2 separate regions of the Oryctolagus cuniculus genome follow, and region 2 is linked to region 1. A link is a contact called in public Micro-C data. All regions are on one chromosome and are shown on one strand. Each heading gives the region's core, a stretch centred on a gene start, on an enhancer-like site or on the middle of the called end of the contact. The rest is flanking DNA. Distances are from core to core; before and after follow the strand shown. Region 1 overlaps ARHGAP26 (Rho GTPase activating protein 26). Region 2 overlaps ARHGAP26 (Rho GTPase activating protein 26).

Evidence for each region. A called contact is a pair of places that touch in the nucleus more often than the background predicts.
Region 2: a Micro-C map of ear pinna shows a contact between it and region 1, with 4 times the contacts expected there. The contact joins two enhancer-like sites. A contact is called at or near these places in 6 of 6 Hi-C or Micro-C datasets (ear pinna, embryonic fibroblasts, liver and 3 more).

What each region holds. Positions count from the first base shown.
Region 1 is chr6:30,404,134-30,411,122 of mOryCun1.1, forward strand. All of the region lies in intron 10 of ARHGAP26 (Rho GTPase activating protein 26), which reads left to right. It overlaps LOC127490692 (a long non-coding RNA gene), which reads right to left. Exons shown (of 3, transcript XR_007918987.2): 3 at 5,616-6,989. Among named protein-coding and RNA genes, the nearest start is that of ARHGAP26, 160 kb to the left of the region's middle. Within about 2 kb of position 3,293, at least 3 of the 8 cell types and tissues checked have an H3K27ac peak or open chromatin away from gene starts, as enhancers often do. A contact at or near this core is called in ear pinna, where this site is marked.
Region 2 is chr6:30,470,144-30,477,132 of mOryCun1.1, forward strand. The region is part of intron 11 of ARHGAP26 (Rho GTPase activating protein 26); the gene reads left to right. Among named protein-coding and RNA genes, the nearest start is that of ARHGAP26, 230 kb to the left of the region's middle. Within about 2 kb of position 3,543, at least 1 of the 8 cell types and tissues checked has an H3K27ac peak or open chromatin away from gene starts, as enhancers often do. A contact at or near this core is called in ear pinna, where this site is marked.

The DNA of each region.
Region 1 (6,989 bases), core at 2,043-4,542:
CTTTGTATTACCTTGCCACAGCACCCAGCATTTGGAGGTTCGTATTTTTCACAGATTAATTAACCACATTTATCGTTTTCCCCCTCGGTGGTGGTGGCACCTGCCTCCGTGCTGCCTGCCGACCTCTGCACTCTGCCGTGCCGTGTCTTAGGGAAGTCAGTGGGCACACGTAGGGCGAGTGTTTGTCTAAGTGACACAATTGTGCTGGTGGTCGTGTGCCAGCATCCCTGGATTTGTTTATTTTTAAGACTGTTCTCACAGATGTAAGTGACACATGGATATTTTCTCCCGAATGTTTTCCAGGAGAGGCTACTAAACCATATGGAAAATAATAGAAACAAAGGCTTCTTGTGAGTCCCCGAATCCATGTAGTCTCCTGGGGGCCCGTGTTTATGCACAGGGAAAGGAAACGATTAGAATGCTTTTATTTTGTTCGGCTGACTGCAGCAGAAGTCCATGTATTTAAACTGTGCGGGGCGGGGGGGCGGGGAGAGGCCCTTCCCTAGCACTGGCACACTCTGGAGCTGGGCAGTGGGGAGAGCTAGTGAGACGTGCAGGGCCCCAGGGGGCTGGAGGTGGGACAGGGAATAGGACAGGCACAGTCCTTCCCCTAGTGGAGCCTACCTTTGGGTGTAGGATGCACACACACAGACATGTTGAAGCAACGGAGGTACCTGCATGTGGAGTGTTGTGTGACAAACCTGGAGGCTCAGAATGCTGCGGGGGAAACGCAGCACACAGAGGTCCTTGGCTCTTGCATCTTAGAGAGTGGTGGGGGCGCTGGAGTACCCGGAACCCCTCCCTCCCTCTTCAGTTAGAGACCCTCCTGACTGACCGGCGAGGCAGCAGTGATGAGGCGCTGTGAACCTGTTGACTGCTCTTCCTCAGAAGGCCCTGTCTGATTCTTCCATACCGCTCTGAAGTCATCCTTTGGCGAGCTTTTTGTGACTAGGTGGGAGATGTAGACTTCTCTGAGCCAGTCCCCCATACCATGCCCCAGCCACTGTCAACTCTGTCTTCTTCCTCCCTCCAGGTACCCTGCATTTGGATGACAGAGAGAGAGAGAAAGAGAGAGAGAGAGAGAAAGAGAGCGAGCAGAGGCAGCCGATATCTTCCATCTGCTGTTTCGCTCTTTAAATGCCTGCAATAGCCAGGGCTAGACCAGAAGGCCAGGCTGAGGCCGGGAACCAGAAGCCCACACAGCTCTCCTACGCGGGTGATGGGAGCCCGGGCACTTGGGTCATCTCTGCTGCTTCCAAGGGGTATCAGCAGGAAGCTAGACTGGAAGCACATGTTAGCTGGGACTCAAACCAGACATTCTGATAGGGGATGTTGAGGTCCTAGATAGAGGCTTAACCTGCTGTGCCACCATGCCTGCCCCGTATCACTTTTTTTTTTTTAAATTTTATTTATTTATTTGAGAGACAGTTACAGAGTCAGAGGCAGAGAGAAAGAAAGGTCTTCCATCTGCTGGTTTACTTCCCAAATGGCCAAAATGGCCAAAGCTGAGTCAACCTGAAACCAGGAGCCAGGAACTTCTTCCAGGTCTCCCGTGCAGGTGCAGCGGCCCAAGCACTTGGGCCATCTGCTGCTGCTTTCCCAGTTCATGGCAGAGAGCTGCATTGGAAGAGGAGCAGCTGAGATTAGAACTGGTGTCCATATGGAATGCTAGTGTCACAGGCGGAGGGATTAACCTGCTGCACCACAGTGCTGACCCCCTATATCACTTTTAATACAGTATTATGTGCCAGTAGGTGTTCAATTTTATTTTTTTATATAGCGGTGCAGTTTTGAGATAGGTTATTTTATTCTTTCCTTTGAGACCTTGAGGACTACTGCCTAAGAGAATCGAGGGACGTAATCACGTTAGGTGCTGCTAACACTCAATTTCAGGGCTGGCATGATGGTGCAGTGGGTAGAGCTGCTACTTAAGACCCCAGAATCCCCTGTCAGAGTGCTGGCTTGAGTCCTGGCTACTCTTCTTCTGATCAGCTTTCTGCTTACTTATGTGGCTGCTAAGATAACAGAAGATGGTCCAAGTACTTAGTTCCCTGCCATTCATGTGGGCAGATCAGGATGGCGTTCTTGACCCCTGGTTCAGGGAGTGAACTGGTGGATGGAAGATCTCTCCCCTCTCATGTCTTTTTCTCTGCCACTCTGCCTTTTAGATGAAAAAACAAATATTAAAGAAAAAACAAACACACACTAGAATTTCAGCAAGGGCCCACATACATTCATATATGTGGGGGAAAGCTCGGGGAAATGGAAGGTTAGTTCAACTCTGAATCATGAGCCTAGAAAGATTGCTGGTAGATTTGAACAGTCTATTGGAAGCTTCTCATCAGTACTTTCCTTTTAAATATATTTTGTTGTAGGCTGCATATTAGTGTTAAAGAATCAAAGCAGCCATACTATGAAATTAGGTCCTGTGCCTAACGGGCTGGGCAGGTGGTTTGATGACGTCTGCAAGATGGGTGGATTTGTTACCTACCTTGCAGGGTTGTTTGGGAGACGGATGCAGTGGAATTTTTCTCTGACAGAGCCCTGGTCCGAAAGGGTTGTTTCTTTTTTTTCTTTTTTTTTTTTTTTTTCCCTGTATCCTAAAACCGGGGACTTTGTTGTTCTTGTGTTGAGCCTTCGGGGGGTGTTTCCATAAGCTGGCTTTTTGTCTATGCAGAGTTCCTCTTCCTGTACGCTCATGACCTCTCGGGTCGCCTCTGCGTTGAGCTCACGTGAACACAGGGGCATTAGTGGAGTTTGTACAAAGGGCTTCCTAGAGGAAAGAGCCCATTTTCACATCCTTTTTGTGTGTGAAACTGGTTATTTATACATGTTTTGTATAAAACCGCTGATGCCTCCCCGATCGTTTATGGTCTCAGAAGGATTGTTCCATCTCCTGGTTTGTGGTGTACACGCATGCACTGGTGTGTGTGTGTCTGCTTGTCTTTCCCCGAAACGATCATGTTATGTAACATGCTGTTGCAGCATCCCGCCTCTAGATGGCAGTTTTGTATCTGCGTTAGCCGCCATTGGAAAGTCCAGTTGGAAATTAACTCCTCAGTTGTCTGTTAGGAGAGGAGGTTTTTCTGCAGCAGCAGTGACCCTGTGGCTGTTACTCCTTAAGGGACAGGGGTTCTGAATGACTCACTCTTTGTCTAGAAACTCCTTCCTTCCACCCCTTCATGACGGATCACTCACGCTGCCTCTCTGGCGGAAGCAACCATGCTCAGTGAATCCTACCTCTGTTTAAGCAGTGCCTTCCGCCCGGCTTTGTGAACTAAAGCATCGGGCCCTTTGCTATGGGGACAGCACACCTGAGGGCAGTGAAGTAAACAGAGGCGCGATTCCGCTGCCCGGTGCCCGGCGTGTGCTGAGAACCCAGCGGTTCTGCGTTTCCCTCCGGGGCTGTGCACGTTATCTTTTCCAACAGATGACTCCATTTTTCCTGGTTTCGAACTTCCCCTCCCTCCCCTTCTCACCCTGGTTTGAAATAATATTTGACTTTGCCTTCCTGCTGGTCTGGTTGGAGTGCTGGTCTCAGTGCCATTGACATTTCAGGCAGGAAATAGCCTTTTCCTTCCTCGGAGGGCGTTAGCGCTGCTCTGCCTTGCACGACTGCAGCGGGAGTTCGCGCTGCCTTCTGGGGTGCTTCGTGCCCCCCTGTAAAATACGCCGGTCAGGAAGTTCTTGGAGTCTTTGGGATTGGTGCGGTCTGCTCGTGTCATGGAGGTGTTTTTTTTTTTTTTTTTTTTTGTAATTAAATGAGAGGGTATGTTTGCGGTGTGATTCTGCCTAAAATAAGAATGGGATGCGGTGGTTAATGCACCTGATGTGTAGGAGGCTGAGGCAACCCTATTTCTGCTCTTTGCATAATGGAATTTGGAATTGGATTGATTGATTAAGTCAGTTTCGCTGCCAGTTTCTAAATATAAAAAGAGTTTTTTAAAAAAAGGATCTAAACCAAAATTTTGCTGTCATGTGAATCCGAAGAGAAGAAACAACTGAGCCAGTAGATTCCACTTACGTATGGTTCTGTTCCTCCTGAGAGAAGAGTAAAGATGAACAAAGAACCACAGGACGGGTTTTTGTAGCTTGTTATGAACGGTGCCTACCCGTGGTGCGTTCTCCTTGAACCTCGCTCATCTCTGCAGGGGTACTGCCTTCTCCCGGTGCGCTGTGTCCTGGGATGCAGACTCCTGGGTCCCCAGTACCTGGCTTCTGCCGGGCACACAGTGGACACTTTAGGGCCATGCAGTTTAATATACCAAAGATTTCATTGTCTTGGCTTCCTGACGTTTTATGACTTTAGTCTTTTTAAAAATAAAAACCTGAGAGATTTTCTGATACGATTGATACTGTTTACTCCAGTTTACACTGTTGTTATTCCCACGGTCCTAATTATTTTTAGGCCTTTTCTCCCAGAGGAGCAGGGCTACAGGCTTTCAGAGGTCTGACTCTTTCGCTCACTAGGATCACATCCTTTCTGTTCCACTGATTGGAAGTGGCTTCTAGAAACTTCTTAGGGGTTGAGTAGGGTGGCCTCCCCCCTCCCTCTGAGGAGCTCGTCTTCCTGGATCCCAGGGCGCGTGTGCTGTGCACATGGGGGCAGTGTCGTGTTGTGGTTCAGTTGCTTGAGCTTTGCTGTAGAGCTGGGCACAGCTGGGTTAGGTTCAGGCTCTGGCACTTAGCAGCAGCGTGCTGGAGCACAAGTCATTGTCTGAGTCTCCGTTCTCTCACTTTCAGAGGCTTAGTGCCAGTGCCTGCCTCATGCCGTTGCTGTGGTCACGTGGGTGAAGCCCACGGCACGGCACTTGGCCCGTGCTGAGCACTCAGGAAACCTTAGCGATGCTTCGGAGGCTGCCGGTTTGCAGCGCTGGGCGTCTCTCTCGCTTCCTTCGTCTCGCCTACCTGTCCCCCTACACAGGGTGTCATGGCGTTTTGTGACTTCCTCCCTTGCACTTGCATCTGTAATGCGCAAGGACCTCAGGGTTCCTTACTCAGGGTGCTGAGAGTGGAGCACATTCAGTCGCTCCTGTCCCCAGGTAATAGGTTACTGCTCTCGCCCTCCCCCGCCCCAGGCGATGTGCCGGGTGTCCGAGTGCTGGTGGGAATAGGAAAGTAGCCGGAGACCCTCCTGTGTGGGTGAACCCTGGATGCTCCGCTGAGTTTGTGAGGTGCATGAAGCCTCTGTGTCTCGGGCCTGGTGCCTGATGTGACATTATCACGTGCCGTGGTGACCCAAAGTGCCGCTCAGGCGGAGAGAAGCAGAGAAAGATGGGCACAGATACCAGAAGTTGCAACCTGGTGGTCCATAGGCTCATGTGGTCTGGATAGTGTCCGAGGCAGCACTGTAAAACTGGACAGATCTGTCCCTGCTCATCGCACCTTGCTGTGTGCTAGCTTTTGGTCAAGCTGAACGGCAGGTGCCTCCGTCAGCTGCTGTAGGTGCTCTCCACCTGGCCACAGTCCCCACGGCAGGGGTGGGGGACAGTTGCCTCTTTGCCTTGCACTTGAACTCTTGTTTTATTTTTTTTTCCCCCTAGAAGGGAAAACACTTGTTTGTCCTGTGTCTCTATCCAAAACTAAATGTGTGAAAGGATAAACAAAAGGTGGCATATTTTTAAAAAAGTGTTATCATTTATTTGAGAGAGAAGACAGGAGGGGGGGAGAGAGAGAGAGAGAGAGAGAGAGAAGAGAGAGAGACTGACTCTTGTTTGCTGGTTCCTTCCCCAAATGCCTCCAGGGGCTGGGCTGGGCCCTGGTTGGGAACCTGAACCCAGTCAGGGTCTCTCCCATGATGTCACCTGCTGCCGGCAGGGGCAGCTGAGGAGGAAGCTGGGACTGAGACCCTGGCGCTAGACGTCGGAGCTGAATGTCCTGACTGGCGTCTTCACCACCAGCCCAGGCACCCAGGGGTGCATATTTTAAGGAGAACGAGACCAAGCCTGTTTTCCCTGGGGCTGTCAAGAAGCTGTTTTTCAGTTTCCCTGATGTTCCTTCCTTCCATGGTCTCTGTAGGCACTTGAATCTGTAATTTCATAAACCGGCACGGAATGGCTGCCCAACTCCAGGATTTTTCTGCATCGCTTTGGCCCCCTTGTGTATCAGTCAAGACCCACACATCCCTGAAGCCTTGGCCTTGCTCAGGAACTGTTGGAAATCCCTTTTTCCAGGAGTGCTTTAGAAACACAGGCCCTCTTCCTCTTGCTGGCACTCGGGAAAGTGTTCTGGCGTGGATGCGGCCCCTTCTCCAAGCCTTCATTTCCCTCTGTCTTCCTGTATGAGCGCCGTGGGGCAGGTTTCACACACAGGCTGTGAGCAGCCTGTGTTTCTGTGGCTGCCACAGTGCCTGTCGCACCCGGAACTTGACCCTTCAGTGCACAGAGCCGTGGCTGGGAGCTGGGGAACGAACTCTGGCCAGCTGAAGATTTATGGTCTTATGAATGAGTGAACCCTCGATCTTGGAGGTTGATTTAGAAAGAGCAGCGCTGTTAGATTCCGAGTGTGTTTGTTCCAGTGGGGTGGAGTTAGGAGCGGCATTTCCTGGTCCAATAGGAAGTGGGCGAGTTGCCAAACCACTGAGCTCACTGTTGTTGACTCAGATTCGGGACTCAGATTAGAGAAGGAAAGCTGTCGAGGAACCCTGGAGTTGGGGCTGGTTGTGATCCTGGCCGCACTGGCTCGAGAGAAGGCTGCGGGTTGACGTCAGTGGTCCCAGGACCCCGGATGTGTTGTACCTGACCCCTTGCTTTCTGTGGGTGTCCTAGGGAGGCAGGGTCGGAGGAAATAAGGTGGTGGGTGCAGCTTGCCTGGTGGCAGGTGGAGGCCTGTTTCCTGCATGGCTCCTGCAGTGTGAGAGGCGGGTGCAGCCTCGAGGAATCGCAGGTCTTTGGTGAGGTCCTCGGGCTGAGCCAGGTCCAGCACTAACACAGGACGTCTGCTCTGTGTCTGCTCCTTCTCTCAGGGGTGTGGCGGGCAGGGGGTAGAGG
Region 2 (6,989 bases), core at 2,293-4,792, 66 kb after region 1:
GCTGGTTGTAGAGCTAACATGTCACAGTGGATCCCAGAGAGTAAATGGTGATGGGAGGGATTTTGATAGCCTTGTGATAAGCCAGATTAGATAAATCTGTTTTGTGTTTTCTCTTGATGAGGCCTAAATTGTATATTTTTGTTCCTGTGTCAGGTAAAGATTCATTTTCCAAATGTTGAAAAGAGAGACGTAAATGATCCGTCCGGGCATGCCTGCTATCTGGCCAGTGCTTGGCCTCCTCAGCTCGAGCATGGTTTTTTTTTTTTTTTTTTTTTTTTTTTTTTTTTTTTCTGACAGGCAGAGTGGACAGTGAGGGAGAGAGACAGAGAGAAAGGTCTTCCTTTGCCGTTGGTTCACCCTCCAGTGGCTGCTGTGATTGGCGCGCTGTGGCCGGCGCACCGCGCTGATCCGAAGGCAGGAGCCAGGTGCTTCTCCTGGTCTCCCATGGGGTGCAGGGCTCAAGCACTTGGGCCATCCTCCACTGTACTCCCTGGCCACAGCAGAGAGCTGGCGTGGAAGAGGGGCAACCGGGACAGAATCCGGCGCCCCGACCGGGACTAGAACTCGATGTGCCGGCGCCGCAGGCGGAGGATTAGTCTACTGAGCCACGGCGCCAGCCAGGATTTTTAAAATTTTAACTTCCCTCTCATTTCTTCTGTTCAAAAACTGTTTATCCAGCTAGTGTGGATAAAGGCTTACTGTATGCCAGTTACCAAACCCTCTTTATGTGTAATTCTGTCACACAAGAGCAAGGTCTTGATATTGGTTCAGCAATAGGTCGTTGGCAAGTGCCATCAAATGTGTTTTTATTAGCTTCAGGCATTTTTCTTTTTTGAAGATTTATTTTAATTGTTTGAAAGGCAGAGTTATAGAAAGAGAGAGAGAGAGAAAGAGAGAGAGAGGTGTCTTCCAACTGTCGGTTCACTCCAATTGTCCACAACAGACTGGGGTAGGGCAGGCCAAAGCTAGGAGCTAGGAATTCCATCTGGGTCTCCTGTGTGGGTGGCAGGGTCCACCTCTTGCCCATCGTTTTTGCCTCCCAGGCACATGAGCAGGAAACTGGATTGGAAGTGTGGAGTAGTTGGAACTCTAACTGGCACTCCTATGTGGGATGTAGGTGTCCAGAGTGGAGGCTTAACCCGCTGCACCACACGTCCGCCGCTCAGAGCTTCACTTTTGAGAGAGCCTTACCGAGACAGCAAATGCGATGCCCGGAGCAGCAGAGGGAGAAAGCCCTCTTTCTCTTTTGAGCACTGTCAACCCCCAGTCTGGTGAGGAGAGCCACATGCGAGATGGAGAAGGAGCCCCCCACCTGGCTCCTAAACTGTGGCCCCCGGGTAGGCGATAACACCCCCTCTATTCCCCGCCGCTCAAATGGATTTTAGCCCCACTCCAGTGAGATTCTAAAAGTGCTTCTCAAAAGCTTTTCTGAGGGTGGCCTCTGGCCCGCCAGTGAAAAGAGAGGTGTTCACCATCCAGAAATTCATGTCCATCATTGGATTTTATGCCTGGTGTTCCATAGACCAAGGGAGTCTTACTAGCAACTTCTCAGGGGTGTTATTAACAGTTCCTAAACTTAGCCTCAAGTTTGCCCAGTGTTCCGATGTGGCGCTCTGCTGTGCAGTCTGCCGTATGGTCTGGGCAGCCCTGGCTAGTTCTCTGTGTGCTCAGAGTTTTTAGGAAGGATGTTTTTGGGGCGTTTTCAAGTGTCTCAAGCTGGTTGTGGTTTTCAATTACTGCCATATCATGTATTAATTGGAAGTTTGTAGAATCACTGTTGTGTTTAAATTGGGTGGAAATTTTGTTCTTACACAATGATTACATTGTTGCCATTTTAATTACTGCTCAGTTTGTCTTGAGTTTCTTTGACTTAGCTTGTCTTGAGTTTCTTTGTTACATGCCAGGCTATTTTTCCTCTGGAAAGTAGGACTGGGTGGGGAAGTCGTATGAAACTGTGGTTGAGTACAGGCTCGAGGGAGCTCCACCTGGTTCAAACCCCAGCTCCATCACTTGCTAGCAGTGTAACCTTTGTTAATAAACTTGCTGGACTCCAGGAAGCAGAGGCAGTGGTAGTACTGCAAGGCTTGAAGATGGAATAGAATGATTCTTACAGACTTTAGTATAGTTCATGGCGCATGAAAATGTGGTTGATTGGCGGTGGGCAGTTATTTTTACTTTTGCTTGCTGTTAAAAAGCCATTGTTCTGAAAGTTGACCTTAGATTGTCTCCTCTTCCTTCCCTTCATGCCTGAATTTCAGTTGCTGTATCACAGCACCAGTGAGACCTGTGTCCTGGCTTCCTCAGACTGCATCCCCAACATTAGCCATTTATCTCATTTCCATCAACAGGAGAGGTTGGCCGTTTTGTTCTTTAAATGAAAGGTGTGACGAGACGGAAAGAAGAGTATGGTGGTGATGAAGATACAGAACTTTATCTGTATAGAATGCTCTGTGTAGGCCACAGAATTTGCATTCTCTGCTAAATATTTCATTATTATTATTCCACTTAATTTTCACAACTGCAAGAGGCAGGGAGTGTTAAAATCCCCATTTTAGAAGTCCCCCTTTTAGAAATAGCAAGAAATGGAAATCTGTGGATGTTAATTGATAAATATGTATAGCCAACACATAGTAAAACTGAACATAAACCCCAAGCAGGCATGTACTACACATCTGTCACCACTTACAGGGAAAACAATTAATAAACCAACCGAAGGAAGAAACAAAGACAAGTTTTAGCAATGGTGAATGCACAGAGAGCTGGGACGTGATTGTGTATGCAAGTGTAGAAGCAGACTGTGCAGTGCTTCAAGATGCTGCCCTGTGGCCCTGTCGGGTGCGTCTCCCTGTCGGTCGGTCAGGCCAGCAGCCCTGTGGTGCGGGTTCAGATAGCCCAGGCAAGTGACCCTGGGGAATCACAGATGCATTTGGTGAAGACAATACAGTCCCGGGGGGAGCAGAGTTGTAAATCTGCTTGCCTGTGAACTTGTATGGGTAACACCTTCGTTTGTGCACATTCTCATCCCAAGCAGGGTGTGGCCCCATGCTCATGCAGCTGTGTGTGAGAGGAGAGTTAGACGGTTTTGTCTCATTAGTGATTTGCTTATGTCTTTAACAATGGTAAGAAGAAGAAAGCGTGTCTGTGGTTTCTCAGTACAGCCAGGATAATGGTACTGAAGGTTACTCGTAGAAGCATTCCGGGAATCCTAGTGACTCTATTCTCTCCCCATTCTCTAGGGACACAGGGATTGACTTGGCTCGGCGGTGAGCAGAATTTATTGCAAAATCACATCTTAGCGCAGAGGAAGCGTATGAAGGCTTTCCTCACTCTCCTTTGATTTATTAAATTGTACTCGCGTTGTAGCTTCTGGGTAAGGACTCAGAGAATTGCGGTGTCCTGTGATTTGTATTAAAGACCTACTTTCCTGTCCCAGTGTTTATCTTCAGGCTCTAGCCCTGCGGTTCAGAGAATATGGAGTGTTACTTCTGCGCTAGGTGCCAGCTGCTTACATGGGTTAGTGGCAGCCGCTGCAGGCAGCCGTCAGAAGGCCGTTCCCAGTTTCATTTTCTCTCTGACTCAGGGCAAGCTCGGTCTTCCGTGACTCACCTGCCCTTGCTGCCCACAGCACCTCGTCACCTCTATCGTCATCGTCATCACAGTGTCTTCGTTATCGTGGTTAGTGGTTAAGAGTTTGGGCTCTGAAGGTAGAATGTGGGAGTTGCTGTCTGGCCTCAAACTGTTTCCAGCTGTCTAACCTTGGGCAAGTGGCCCAGCTTGTGTAATGCCTTGGTTTTACTGCCTGTATGATGGGAATACTTAGGTGGGCTGAGGACCGAACAAGACAATGTCTATAGAATGCTTGGCAGGGGGTCTTGACAGATAGCAGGGCTTTTTCATCATTATTAATAAATTATTATTACTGCATGGTTATTCTTTAATGTCCCACAGATGGACACTGATAAGATAAACACACGTAATCTCTGTTTTCTAGAAGCATGTAATTGAGTATTCACTGGTGTGGACATTTAACAAATCTCCGTGTTCAATATTCAGCAGCCACTGGAGCATAGCTACCTCCAAATATAAAAAGCTAGATGCCTGAGAGGCTTTCATGTGGCCAGGTCTTAGCTAAGCACGACAGATACACTTAAAAAAAATATTGATTTATTTGAAAAGTGGAATGTTGGAGGGAGGGGGAGAGAGAGAGAGAGAGGGAGGGAGGGAGGGAGGGAGAGGGAGGGAGGCAGGCAGGGGTGGGGGGAGAGAAAGATGAGAATACCTTCCATCTGTTTGGTTCACTCTGTAAATGGTTGCAACAGCTGGGCCAGGCTGAAGCCAAGAGTCAGGAACTGCATCTGGGGGCCAAGCACTTGGGCCATTCTCCTCTGCCTTCCCAGGCACATTAGCAAGGACCTTGGTCAGAAGTGTAGCAGGTATGCTAGCACTAGCACACTTGTACTGACACTCCAATATGGGATGCCAGTGTCACAGTGGCTTCACCCATTGCCTCCCAAAGCCAGCCCAGGAAAGATGGACTTCAAGTTATTTTGGTGAGAAAAACAACTGTTTCAGTCTCTTTAGGAGCCCTGGTTAGGCATTGTTGAGAGGCTCTGGCCCCTTGAGTTGATACTGGGCAGTTGGGTTCCTGCCATTAAGACAGAGACTCTGGCGAGGCCCACCTGGAAGTGGAGGAGCCTGACTTACTCTGCCAGTTGTAAGACAAAGCCACACTATTTCAGCACACTGCTCCTCTCCCTGGCCTCGGTCTGCAGCTCTGGGCACCTGGGAGTGGAAGTAGCTCTCAGAGCAGGCTGACCACTTCTAGAGAGTGATTTGTGTGCCCTTGGCCAGTGTAGAAGGTCTCAGGAGCATCACAGTGGAGCAGCTGGTAACCGTGTGTGGTGGCCATGGCAGGGGAAGGCAAAGCAGGATCAGAACTTCGCTCTGGAGGCACAGAAGAGTAACACACCATCAGCAGTCCGAACCCTTGGGTAAACTCTACGGTCTCACACCTGTATCTGTAAGTGGACACGCCACTAGACCAATCTGTATGTTGCCTGCAAGGGTTAGATGTCAGGTGTGGCACTCAGTATGCAAACTCACCCACCTGTGCTGTTCCCTCGCCGTTATCTGGCCTCTGCAGTACCGAGGCTGCTGCCCTACCCGGGACCATCCTGATAGGCTGTGTAATCAGGCAGTGCTGGCACACACGGTTTGTTAGCCTCATTTAAAAACTCATTCTCCAGGGCTCATTTACCCAAACCAGACAGAGATAGATGGCCAGGCCTCGGAGGATCGGGCACCACGTGTTCCTGGTCCGTGGGCTTGTTGATCGCTGCTCTGCAGTTGGGGAATGTTTGGGTGTTCCCGGCAGGGGTCTCCTGAGACCCAGGGAACCTTGAAGGAAAGTAGTTTGGCATAAACTCACCTCCTGATTAAGGAGGACTGGAAGCCCTGCGTTTTGCTCTTCCTTCTGGGTTTCTGCCATCTGCAAAGAGGAGCCAGTTTCTCTCGGATGGAATGTTTGACTGCAGGGGCAGGCACACGTGAGGCATGTGCATCTCATAACAGAATGCCTGGCTTTAGTCTCAGCTCCACTCCCGATTCCAGCTTCCGGAAAATGTGCACCCTGGGAGGCAGCTGATGGTGTCTCAAGTGTTTGGGTCCCTGCCACCCCCATGGGAGACCTGGATTGATTTCCTGGTTCTTGGTTCCTGTCAGTGGCCTGGCCTGGTCCAGCCCCAGTTGTTGTGTACATTTGGGGAGCGAATTAATGGTTGGAAGATCAGTCCCTGTCTGTCTATCTCTACCTTTCAAATAAAAAATCGTCGTGAATGTTTGAATTTAATGGGAGAAGTGCATTGATTGGAGATGGATGGAAAAAGTACTTACCATAATAGTATCCCTTCCCAAAACTTCCCTTAGCCAGCTTCCCAAAGCGGCAAAGGGCTGCTCCTTGCTGTCACTCGGATCCCACTCACAGATCACAGAGCCCTGCAGTCCCTCTGCCCGTCCTCATCTGCTGCCTCCCATTGCTGACCACGCTGCCCCTCCTGCTTCCCGAAGGCCAGGCTTTTTCCTATGTCAGGGACTCAAATTCGCTGTGTCCCTCTGTCTTGCCAAGGAGATCCTCTCATCATTCTGATCTCGTGCAAATGTCGCCTGTTCAGAGCTTTTCCCCACACCTCAGATCCACACTGTCCTGTTGTCTGTTGTCTCTCTTTTTGCATTTGAACTGATCATGTTTGTGCATCTGTGTCTCTATTTTCTCCATGAATGGAAAGTAGAGCTCAAAGCTGTCTTCTTCATCTGTATCCCTTGCACCTAAAATATGGCCTGGCCATCATAGGCAGTCAGTAAATATTTGTTAAGTGCAAGAGCAAATAAGCAAATGAGTTGCATCTAACTTTGGAAAATACTGGAAGTCTTCCAACTTTACAGAGCCGCTATCCCGTGGTTGAGAGCCACATACATAAAAGTGCTGGAAACAAAGAAAGGGGGCATTTGGCTACCTGGAGTCTTAGCTTCCCTCCCCAGCCCTTTCCCTCTCATAGCAGAGCTCAGCTTGAAAACCATGCTCTAGTTCAGGTTACTCGGTTGAACAGACGATAGACAGATTGCTGAGAGAGAACCAGCAACCGTGCACCCATGTTCCCTCCGTTACAGGTAGAAATGAGCACAGCCCGTGTGCTCCCCTCTCCCCAGATTTTTGCCTGCCCTGTGCGTTCTGTGAATGGGATGTTCTCTTCCCAGTAGAGTAGCCCATAGTGCTTGCACTTGCATTGTGTTTCAGTATATTTCTCTTCTGCACACTTACTTGATACTCAGAATAAGCATCTCCCCCATTAATTGGTTTCTCCATCTATTTATTTTCCTCCTACTTGAAAGAGAGCTTTCATCCACTGGTTCTCTCCTCACGTGTCCACAGCAGCCAGGGCTGCAGCCAGGCCCGGGAGCTGGCTTCTGCTGCCTCCCAGGAGGCCCATTAG